3 separate regions of the Mus musculus genome follow, and regions 1 and 3 are each linked to region 2. Evidence: chromatin contacts called from public Hi-C and promoter capture Hi-C data. All regions are on one chromosome and are shown on one strand. Each heading gives the region's core, a stretch centred on a gene start, on an enhancer-like site or on the middle of the called end of the contact. The rest is flanking DNA. Distances are from core to core; before and after follow the strand shown. Region 1 holds the start of Arl4d (ADP-ribosylation factor-like 4D). Region 2 holds the start of Mtmr4 (myotubularin related protein 4). Region 3 holds the start of Dhx8 (DEAH (Asp-Glu-Ala-His) box polypeptide 8).

Region 1 (3,349 bases), core at 265-2,764, about 14 Mb after region 2:
GAGTACCTGGGATAACACTCTGTGGTTATGCCCAGTTGAACTTTGTCTTTTAAAGTCTCTTTTATCGTGCTTTTTAGACAGCATCTCACTGTGTAATGCTGGCTGTCTAACGTAAGACTGCCTCGCCCCAGAGTCTCCCCATGAGAAGACTATTGCCAAGCAGTGAGCATCCTGGCACTGAATTCAGACAGATCTTGCTCAGCCACATATGACCTAAATGTGATCATAACTAAGTCTTTTATCCATCTGCAGCTTTCTGTACCTGTAAGAAACAGACAACAGTCCCTAACATGCTACTGTGAGGTAATGGGGTCCTCCATGCTCTATATGCAGGAAGCTGAGGCCCAAAGATTGTTAGGATGTCCAGGATAGCCTGAGCTACATAATGAGATTCCTATCTCAAAACACACACACAAAAAAACCAAATATAGCTGGATATGATGGCTCATGCCTTTAATCCTTTTTTTTCCTTTTTTTTTCCCGAGATGGTTTCTCTGTGTGGCCCTGGCTGTACTGGAACTCACTCTGTAGATCAGGATGGCCTCGAACACAGAAATCTGCCTGCCACTGCCTCCCAAGATTAAAGGCATGCACTACCACTGCCTGGTTTCATGCCTTTAATCTTAAAGGCAGAGGCAGGTGGATTATTTTGTGTATGAGGCCACCCTAGTCTACATAGTGAGTTCCAGGATAGCTAGGGTTATATAGAAAGACCCTGTCTCAAAAAATACTCCCCCCACCCCCTTATCCCTTGAAGCAATGGCTCAGTGGTTAAGAGCACTTATTACTCTTCCAGCGGACCCAGGTTCGGTTCCCAGCACCCATATGAGGCAGTCACCACTGTCTCTAATTCTGGTTCCAGGAGATCTGACATTTCCTACTGAACACATGGGCATATACTGACCCACTGGCTTAACTGACACTGAGCACTGCTGCCCTTGCAGAGGTCCTGAATCCATTTCCCAGCAACCACATGGTGGCTCACAACCATCTGTAAGGGGATCCGATGCCCTCTTCTGGTGTGTCAGCGTCCCCGTACTCCTATATACATTAAATGGGCTTAGTATTATGAATCAGCTGTATCAGAGCTCCAGGTAAATACTGCTTTGCAAACTAGATGAAGACAGTGACTTGAATGAGTACTACTGAATGAGGTAAGATACGAAAACATGTCAGAATCTCTTCGAGCAGATCTTTAGGTGGAAGGAAAGTATGGGGGGGGGGCAGCCGGATTGAGGGCAAGTGGATGGGGTAGTGTCATTATTAGACATTCCGTTCCATGCTCTCGTCAGGCGCAGCCACGCCTGTTCCTTTAGTCTGTCCCACCTCCCAGCCCTAATGAGTTCCAGGCTCTGTTCCAAATACTGAATAAGGTAGAAAAGATTAAAATAAAGCGGTTCCGGATAGAACGAGCTCTCCATTTCCAGGCTGGGGCTGCAGAGGCTGGCTCAGTCCCCGCCTCCGGGACGCTGATTGGGCCGCGTCGTGTGACGTCACGAGAGGGTTTTTAACGAGGAACCGGAGCAGCGGCACTGCAAAGTCCGCTGTGGCTGAGACGCGACGAGTCGGTGTCTGGTTGGCGTGGCTCGCGGAGAGTGCGGCTGGCTGAAGGTAAAGGAGGGTGTCTGGACCATGCAAAGGCGCCGGCTTGCGGGGCTTAGGGGAGCGGGCGTCGACCGCTGGCTGGAGAGTTGCAGGGCCGTGTGGTGGTGGTCAAAGCGCCCGCAGGGGCGTGCCACCGTTGTGGGTATGCGGTGCTTGTGGGAGCCCGACCCACATCGGTGCTCTTACTTTGGGCACACTGCCCGACCGCCTCCTTCATGCGAGATTTCTCCTCTGGGGAGTGGAGAGCACAGCTTCTGCTTTCTCTCAATCTCGGAGAGGGGTGCAGGGAAACGACCTTACTTCGGATCTTGCCTGCAAGATCCGCACCCTCGAAGATCCTAGTGCCCGAGAGTTTCTCTGACCTCAGGGCCTCTCCTAGGAGTCCCTGGGACAGGAGCACGCCTTGTTACACCTGTAGCTACTTTTTTTATTTTTTATTTTTAAGAAGAGGGGAAGGAGAAAGGCATTGGAGATGGTTTAAAAGCGCCTACCCTAAAACATGAGGACCCTAATTGGTTCCTGAGACCCACATACTCTTGTAAGTTGTCCTGACTTTAACACTCAAGCTGTGAGTGGCTTACACACACGCACAAAATATTTTTTCTTTACTTTGGAAAAAGAGGCACTTAAAAATCTTTTTTTTTTTCTTTTTTGTTTTTCTAGACAGGGTTTCTCTGTGTAGCCCTGGCTGTCCTGGAACTCACTCTGTAGACCAGGCTGGCCTCGAACTCAGAAATCCACCTGCCTCTGCCTCCCAAGTGCTGGGATTAAAGGTGTGCTCCACCACTGCTGGGGCAAACCTTGTTTTAATAAAAGGAATATTTAGAAGGGTAGGGTGCAGGTTTAGGGGAAGGACCCAAAAGTTGCAAATTCGTTTATTCTAAACCTTTCTCGTTTCTTTTTTGGCCTTGTTTAGACACCCCAGCTTGTGCTACCTGCCGTTTTAAGGTCTCCTCTTCTTGGCCTCTGCTGGAGTCCCAGACCTACTCCTGAGGTCCACCCTGCACCCTAGCTCACCATGGGGAACCACTTGACTGAAATGGCCCCTACAGCCTCGTCCTTTCTGCCGCACTTCCAGGCCCTGCATGTCGTCGTCATTGGGTTGGATTCCGCGGGGAAGACTTCCCTTCTTTACCGTCTCAAGTTCAAGGAGTTTGTCCAGAGCGTCCCCACCAAGGGCTTTAATACTGAGAAGATCCGCGTGCCCCTGGGGGGTTCCCGTGGGATCACTTTCCAAGTGTGGGATGTTGGGGGTCAGGAGAAGCTTCGGCCACTGTGGCGCTCCTACACCCGCCGGACAGATGGACTGGTGTTTGTGGTGGACTCTGCAGAGACTGAGAGGTTAGAGGAAGCCAGAATGGAGTTACACCGGATCAGCAAGGCTTCCGACAACCAGGGGGTGCCAGTGCTGGTGCTGGCCAACAAGCAGGACCAACCGGGGGCACTGAGTGCAGCCGAGGTGGAGAAGAGGCTGGCGGTCCGAGAGCTGGCAGCTGCCACGCTCACCCATGTGCAGGGCTGCAGTGCTGTGGACGGGCTGGGCCTGCAGCCAGGCCTGGAACATTTGTATGAAATGATCCTGAAGAGGAAGAAGGCACCTCGGTCGAGCAAGAAGAGACGGTGACCCGAAGCTGCCCCTACCCTACCTGCTAGGGGGTCAGTACACATTATAGTCAGGCAGGGCCCGTGACCTCTCAGCCAGCCTGGGTGCTGGATCTGTCCACCGCAAAGGACTGAAGGAGCA
Region 2 (3,301 bases), core at 399-2,898:
AATAAACTAACCTATATGTGGCTTCAGGTGTCTCTGTATTTTTACCATTTCCTGGAAACATAGCTCCTATGACTAGTTTGAAAGGCTGATGGAAAGGGTACTGGTTTCTGGCTTTTAGTAGGAAACAGAAAGGGGGAAATTTCCCTTTCGCTTATAGAGTTCACTCAGCTTACAACATAGCTTGTCCTATTGACCATTTCTACTCTGGCTCCACTTTCTGAGCCTCAAGCCTCCATGTTTCCCGTATACAATACCTTCATTTTGTAGCTGCTCTTGGGAAAAACAAGGTATTAACTACCTGGCAACCTCTGATTTCCGCCTTTCCCCAGATTTGGGTAAATAGATATGCAGAATTAAGCTCCAAATTCCAGGAAGCTTGTGGTACAGTGCTGAACAAATTCTGAAGGTCCTGTAATTAGAGTGCTGGGACATAGGGAAAAACAAAATGCCATAGTCTCCAAGGAGCTCAGTATCACGCATGCGCTAGGTTAGACCCGGGTTCTAGACCCTGTAACTAAAACAGTGAACTCAGGAGAGATTTCTGTTTTCCTATGACTTAGTAACTGTAAGTACTTCAGAAACCAAGACGTGAGGACACTAGCCTAGGATCTCAGGGCCTAGACCCACTCCAGGACTCGGACTATCCGCCGAGAATAGGACTCTTTGCCACTTCAGTTTGGTTAGTAGTGGCGCGGATCACGGAGACCTCCAGCGTTACTGGTGACCTGCGTCCCGGTGCTGGCTCCAGGCGCTTCAGTCTTGTCCCTCTACCCCTTTTACAGACTAAGAAGCCGCAGCTAGCTAATGGCAGTCAGACCCAGTTTTTCTCTCTTGGCTGAGAGACTCTGGACTGGCGGCAATGCAGGTCTCGAAGGACGGCAAGGTTGGTCGGTCGTTAACAACCAGTCCAGATACGCAAAGGGAACCGCCAGCGCTGCCAGTCCGAGAGCTCCTTCCTCCCAGGCCTTCTAGGAGGGTCTTTCACGTTTTCCATTCCTGTGGCTTCAGCAGTTCCCGAACCCAGCTCTTCTCTTTCGCAGACAAAAAAAAAAAAAAAAAATCCAGGATTTTCTTTTCCATCGACCGGGCGACGAAACACGAGAGTGATGGAACCGAGAGTTTGGGAAGGGACCTTCCCCTTTCCTAGCCGGCATGCTACCCTTCCTTTCTCGCATTACTGGAGCAAAACAGAAACACCACTGGGTTAAAACGCTGAGCCACCGCGAGGTCATTTGCGAACTACCTCTCGGGCGGGGTCGTCACCGGAAGTGACTGCTACCATTCCCTGCAATGTCCCGCCCCCCAGTTGCGCTACCAGTAGGCGACGGGCGGCCGTACTTCCTGTCCCCGGAGCCCTAGGCTGCGACCCCTCTTACTCCTCTCCCATTGGCTGCCAGAGGGACGCGCTGTGATTTCCTATTGGTCGTGTCTGCTCTCTGGCGCCAAGCCTCCTCCCTCCGGGTACTGTCTGGTCTCCGGGTGCCGGATAGGTTACAAGCTGAGAGGGCGTCTGCCCACTGGACCAGTGAGCAGCGTGGAGAGTGAGGGCGGCGGCTGCGTGGTGAGGCAGGGCGGGACTTCGCGTGGCTATTGGCCAGGGCGGGTAGAGGCTAGAGATACGATTGGTTGGGGACAAGGGACCGTGGTGGGGTTCGAGCTGCGCGGCCTCAGCAGCTGCGGGAGACGGAAGTGGTGAGAGCGCGGCTTTGGAGGGTCGGGCGGACGCCGCCTGGGTGAGTCACTGTACCCCGTGCACTGCCAGCCTGGGAACCACAACGACCAAGTCCTGCCCGGCCCTCGCCGGCTCTCTTGAGTCCCGCCCTCTGTCATTTGGGGCTCCGCCTCCGAGGCCTTGGCCCCGCCCCTAAAACCTGGGCACCTGGATCTCCTGGCTGCTTAGCCCATCCTCCCCCACCCCCCACCCTAAGACCAGAGTCCCTAACTGTGAGAACCCTGGGCCTCCTAGGCCTGGTCCTTGTCGCTCCCTTCCTCTCTCTGTTTCTCAGGCCGCGAGCCAGGGAGCCGTGAGGCAGCACCTCCGGCTGGCCGCTTGCGGGCTCCCCCGTGAGGGAGGGAAGGTTGGTAGGATCACAATGGAGGCTTTAATCGCCGTAGCCTCCTATGGGGCTCTGCTGCACACCCCTCGAGCATACCAAACATGAAGGAGTGTCGGTGAAATTCAGACCTGGCTCCCTAAGTGGGCCCAGGAGGCCTTAACTTGAAATCCTTGTTAATTCGACCCATTTGACAGATGTTGTCTCCCAGGCCGGACTGGCCTAATTCTGCTCCTGTTGTGTGGCCTCCTCCCTCAAACCTTCACCTACTTGGTCTCAAGTATGCTCAGCAGGACCGGGCCAACCCTGCTGCTCTTTTATCACAGGTTGTGGTCCTCTCCCTCTTGTCCTCTGCTCTGGACTCTGCCCCCAGTAACAGGTCAGGTGGGTGCTACTCCTAGACTCAGAGACTGGCCGAACTGCCCTGTGGATTCATGCCCCTACCAGGGCCAAAAGTGAGTCCCAGTTGGGCAGTCTTTGTCTCTTCAGAGTTGGAATTTCTTCTCTTTTGTAGAGAGCAGGGTTTGGAGTGCTCTACTGCTGGGTGTGGGGATCAGAACGTTTGAGTTCTGCTGAGTAAGCTAGGATGATACTTAGCCTTGCTCAGGAACTTTTGTGGTGGAATTCTCACCGGGCAGGGTCACTTGTTGCTTCTTCCATTGCCTGACTGGTGTGGTGACTTTTTGAGACGCCGGATCCTCTGTGGTGGAGGAAAATGAGTTGCAGAGAAGTTCAGGGGTAGACCCGTGTGACAATCGTTGATTCTATGGTGATGTTAATGACCGTGCACTTTCCTCTTGTGTTCTGTCTCCTTTAGTGACGAGCAGGAGCAGGCAGCCAGGACCCTCGCCAAGGTAGAATGGTGAGTAGCTCCTTTTCCCTCATACCACTGTGTGTCTCATCCTCCAGTCTGACTCAGGGAAGCTGCCCCACCTCTCTTGGCCCTAGTGCCCCTGGTTACTCTGTTCACTTCCTAAACAGGCTCATTTGCCCTGATGCTTTTTTTTTTTTTTTTTTTTGGATGGGCAGTGTTGTTTTGAGACAGGTTCTTGCTGTAGAGTTTTGGTTAGCCTGGTACTAGACATGTAGCCCATGCCAGCCTTGAACTTGTGGGCAATCCCTCTTTCTCCCTCCATCTCCTAAGTGTTAAGATTGCAGGTGAATGCAGTGTGGGGCCTTGTACATGATAGGCAAGTACTCTAACACTGAGCTATGTATCTAGCTTATGGTTTCTTAGGATTGAAAAA
Region 3 (3,416 bases), core at 498-2,997, about 14 Mb after region 2:
GACTACATGTTATGATTCTATAGCGTTTTTGTGTGGTTGTTAATAGGGTCTTTCTTGCTAGGTAGCTCAGGCTGGCCTCAAACTCACCATGTAGTTACTAAGGCTGACTTTCTGTCTCCTGAGAAGTGCTGGGATTTACCAGGCATGATTTACACCTGGGATATTAGTCTTTTCATTTAGCTTTAGCTGTCCCAGAACTCACTATGTTGACCAGGTTAGCCTAGGACTCACAGAGATCTGCCTGCCTCTAGCTCCCAAGTACTGGGATTAAAATCGAGTGCAGCCATGTCCAATTTAGAGTCTTTTCTGATAGAGCTTTAAAAAACAGCTCCCAATCTCTTTGTCCTTTCTTCTTGTTAAGTGTTAAAAGTGCAGCTGGATAGAAATATGAAGTTTTAGTAGCAAGGAGATGTAGAGAAAGAAGGGTCAAGTGGAATTAACTCCTGAAACCTAACTCCATACTGGCAGATAAGCAAGCAGCATCAAGGGCAGACTTTCTCATTCTGTTCACGGAGAAAGGAAGGAAGGAAGGAAGGAAGGAAGGAAGGAAGGAAGGAAGGAAGGAAGGAGTGAGTCCTGGAGAAATGGCTCATGGTTCTGAGCACTGGTCACTCTTCCAGAGGATCTGGGTTCAATTTCCAGCACTCACACCGAAGCTCACAACTATCTGTTACTCCAGTTCCAGGGGATCTGACATCCTTACACAGACATGAATGCAGGCAAAACCATGTATAGGAAATAAAAACAAGTAAGTTATAAGGAAGGGAAGGGCATCAGGAACTCAGATGGCAATGTACTAAATCCTTGGGAACCTGGAAACACGGAACTACTGTGATAGTCCTTTGCCTGCAATTTTGAGAGAGGTTCTCACTGTGTAACTTTGGCTGACTTCAGTCTCAGAGAACAGCTTGTTTCTGCCCTCCGAGTGCTTCAATTAAAGGAGAGCACCAGCCTGCCCAGCTTCCCTGCAACTCGTTATCACTGAAGTGTTCCCAATAATTCAAAGACACAGTAGTGCAACAGAGTCAGCCAACAGTAGCAGAGGGGGCTCATTTTCTGTCTTTTGACTGATGGGAGGGCTACTCACCTTAGAGGAAGTATTTTCTTGTTTTTTACACAGAATACTAAGACATGGGAAACCCTTCATCTTCATTGCAAGGTTCTGCCAAAGGGAAAAGTAAAAGTTGGGACACCTGAATTTATGACCTCAGGTTCACAACACAGCTGACATTTAGAGAAGCAGATTTTAAGAGGACTGAGGGTTTTGGCAACAGGAATGCTTGAGATAAGCTTTGCTGGACCACTCGCAGTTTGGGGGGGTTATAACAGCAACTAATATTTTCAGTGTGCCTACTGTGGCTCAGCCACTTTGCATATCTATTTCATTTAGACCGTATTATCCGAGTTTACAGATAAGCAGCCAGAATCTAGCGTCTGCTGGTGTAAGGTCACTTGAGATCACTTGCCATGAGGTCAGGAACTGAGCTGATCAAGGACAAGCCAACTTGCTTTTCCGAGGCGCTGTTCAGTCGCGCAGGCCACGGTCGCCCTCTGCTGACGGATCACAGAGGCGCGCTGAGATTGATCCTTAAAAAAACCTAAAGGCGGGTGGAGTCTTCCCCCCCGCTAGAGGCCGCCACTGAACGAACAGCGTAACTCAGTGCGTCTGGCCCGTCTGTGGGAACTTCCTGCCAGATCTCGCTGATCCTTACAAAGACGGTTAACTTTACTTGACGTCCCTGTAAACAAAAGAGACGAGCGCCGACCCGGAAGTGGAAGCTGTGGCTTCGCGTTCTGGCCGGCCGGAAGGAGACCAAAGGGAAGTTGTAGCCATGGCTGTAGCCGTGGCCGCCGCCGGGGTCCTAATGGGCTCGGAGCCCGGCCCGGCGGAAGAACTCGCTAAACTTGAGTACCTGTCTTTGGTGTCGAAGGTTTGCACGGAGCTGGACAATCACTTGGGCATCAACGACAAGGATCTGGGTGAGCTGGAGGAAGGTCCCGATGGCTTTTGATTTTGGGGGTGAGGGAGGCAGGAGAGAAGCGGTTGATGGTGTGTGTGTGTGTGTCTGTCTGTCTGTGTCTGTGTGTGTGTCATCGTGACTTGGGCTCCGGGAACCTGTGGCGGTGGCCTCTGCTTGAGAACCATCCGGTCCGAGCTATTAGAAACCATTTCTGTGAGCTGCCGGTGAAGGCTGGGGCAGCAATTTCTGCTCGATTGTTGTTTTTCAGTTCTGGGGGGCGAAATAGCTTTAACAATAGCAGCAGCAGCAGCCCCCGCGAAGATGATGGTTGTAATTACGGCCAGTAATTTTTAGAAGCTCACAAGATATTATGGGTAGCTCTTCATCTACATTATCTTGTTTGGTCTTCGCACAGTCAGGCAGTAGTCAGCATCTACTTCGAGCTTGTGCTTTGAGCCGTGCTCTTAAATTAGTTACATCTTCTTATCTCTCACATACTAGTCATTAGATGTTTAAGGGCAAACTGTGACTAGGGGACCCAGAGAGAAAATAAGAAAGGCTCGGGGCCCAGATCGTAATTATATGCATAGCCGGAGCCCTTGTGAAAATGAGAGGCCGAGTATGTGAATTAGAAGCATGAGGGGAACACTTCCGTTTGATAGGTACAGGGTTGGGTGGTGTTGGGCTTTTTCAGAATGTCCTCAAAAGTAAATGACAGCCAGGCAGGCGCCTAGGATCTCAGGCTTGGGATGTGAGGGCAGAATGATTAGTAATTCCAAAGTCACACGTAGATAATCTGAGGGTAGCTTGGGCATGGTATGTATCAGGGTATGACCCGTCACAAAAAACGACGACAAAGCCGGGCAGTGGTGGCGCACGCCTTTAATCCCAGCACTTGAGAGGCAGAGGCAGGCGGATTCCTGAGTTCTTTTATAATTTAATTATTATCTGAGTCCATTTATAATTCCTTTTTTTTTTTTTAACAGCTGAATTTGTCATCAGTCTTGCTGAGAAAAATACTACCTTTGATACTTTTAAGGCTTCTCTGGTCAAAAATGGTGCAGAATTCACAGTATGTATATCTGAAGATTCTTTGTTTCCTTTTTGTTTCTTTGGTGTTGCTACTGAATTTAAATTTTGATCGCACTAAAGGATTTTTAAGTAGGAAGGAGCGATTTGTGCATATCAAGTAAATAAGCCATCAAATGTGTAAAGTTGCGTTGCTGGCCAGGGAGCCAGATTCCTTCCCCACTGTCCTAGGAGAATGCCGCAGGACTTCCGGCAGTAAGTCTGAGGATGCTGACATTCTTTTGTTGTTGTTGTTGGTTTGTTTGTTTTTAATTTTTTATTAGATATTTTCTTCACTTACATTTTTTAAAGATTTATTTATCTTATTTATGTGAGTACACTGTAGCTGTCTTCAGACACTCACCATAAGAGGGCATCAGATCCCAT

The links. Promoter capture Hi-C pulls out the DNA fragments that hold promoters and counts their contacts. A called contact is a pair of places that touch in the nucleus more often than the background predicts.
Region 1: a promoter capture Hi-C map of cranial neural crest shows a contact between it and region 2. The contact joins the promoter of Arl4d here to the promoter of Mtmr4 in region 2. A contact is called at or near these places in 5 of 39 promoter capture datasets (cranial neural crest, frontonasal cranial neural crest, hematopoietic stem and progenitor cells and 2 more).
Region 3: a contact with region 2 is called in a Hi-C map of B cells, with 6 read pairs. The contact joins the promoter of Dhx8 here to the promoter of Mtmr4 in region 2. A contact is called at or near these places in 4 of 39 promoter capture datasets (cranial neural crest, frontonasal cranial neural crest, hematopoietic stem and progenitor cells and 1 more) and 1 of 484 Hi-C or Micro-C datasets (B cells).

What each region holds. Positions count from the first base shown.
Region 1 is chr11:101,664,027-101,667,375 of GRCm38.p6, forward strand. Arl4d (ADP-ribosylation factor-like 4D) reads left to right here and starts at 1,515. Exons shown (of 2, transcript NM_025404.3): 1 at 1,515-1,611; 2 at 2,522-3,349. The coding sequence starts at 2,624. The coding sequence ends at 3,229.
Region 2 is chr11:87,590,518-87,593,818 of GRCm38.p6, forward strand. Mtmr4 (myotubularin related protein 4) reads left to right here and starts at 1,649. Exons shown (of 19, transcript NM_133215.2): 1 at 1,649-1,733; 2 at 2,872-2,916. The coding sequence starts at 2,914. Septin4 (septin 4) reads left to right here. Exons shown (of 14, transcript NM_001368775.1): 14 at 1-26.
Region 3 is chr11:101,731,209-101,734,624 of GRCm38.p6, forward strand. It overlaps Dhx8 (DEAH (Asp-Glu-Ala-His) box polypeptide 8), which reads left to right and starts at 1,748. Exons shown (of 23, transcript NM_144831.2): 1 at 1,748-1,980; 2 at 2,948-3,033. The coding sequence starts at 1,833.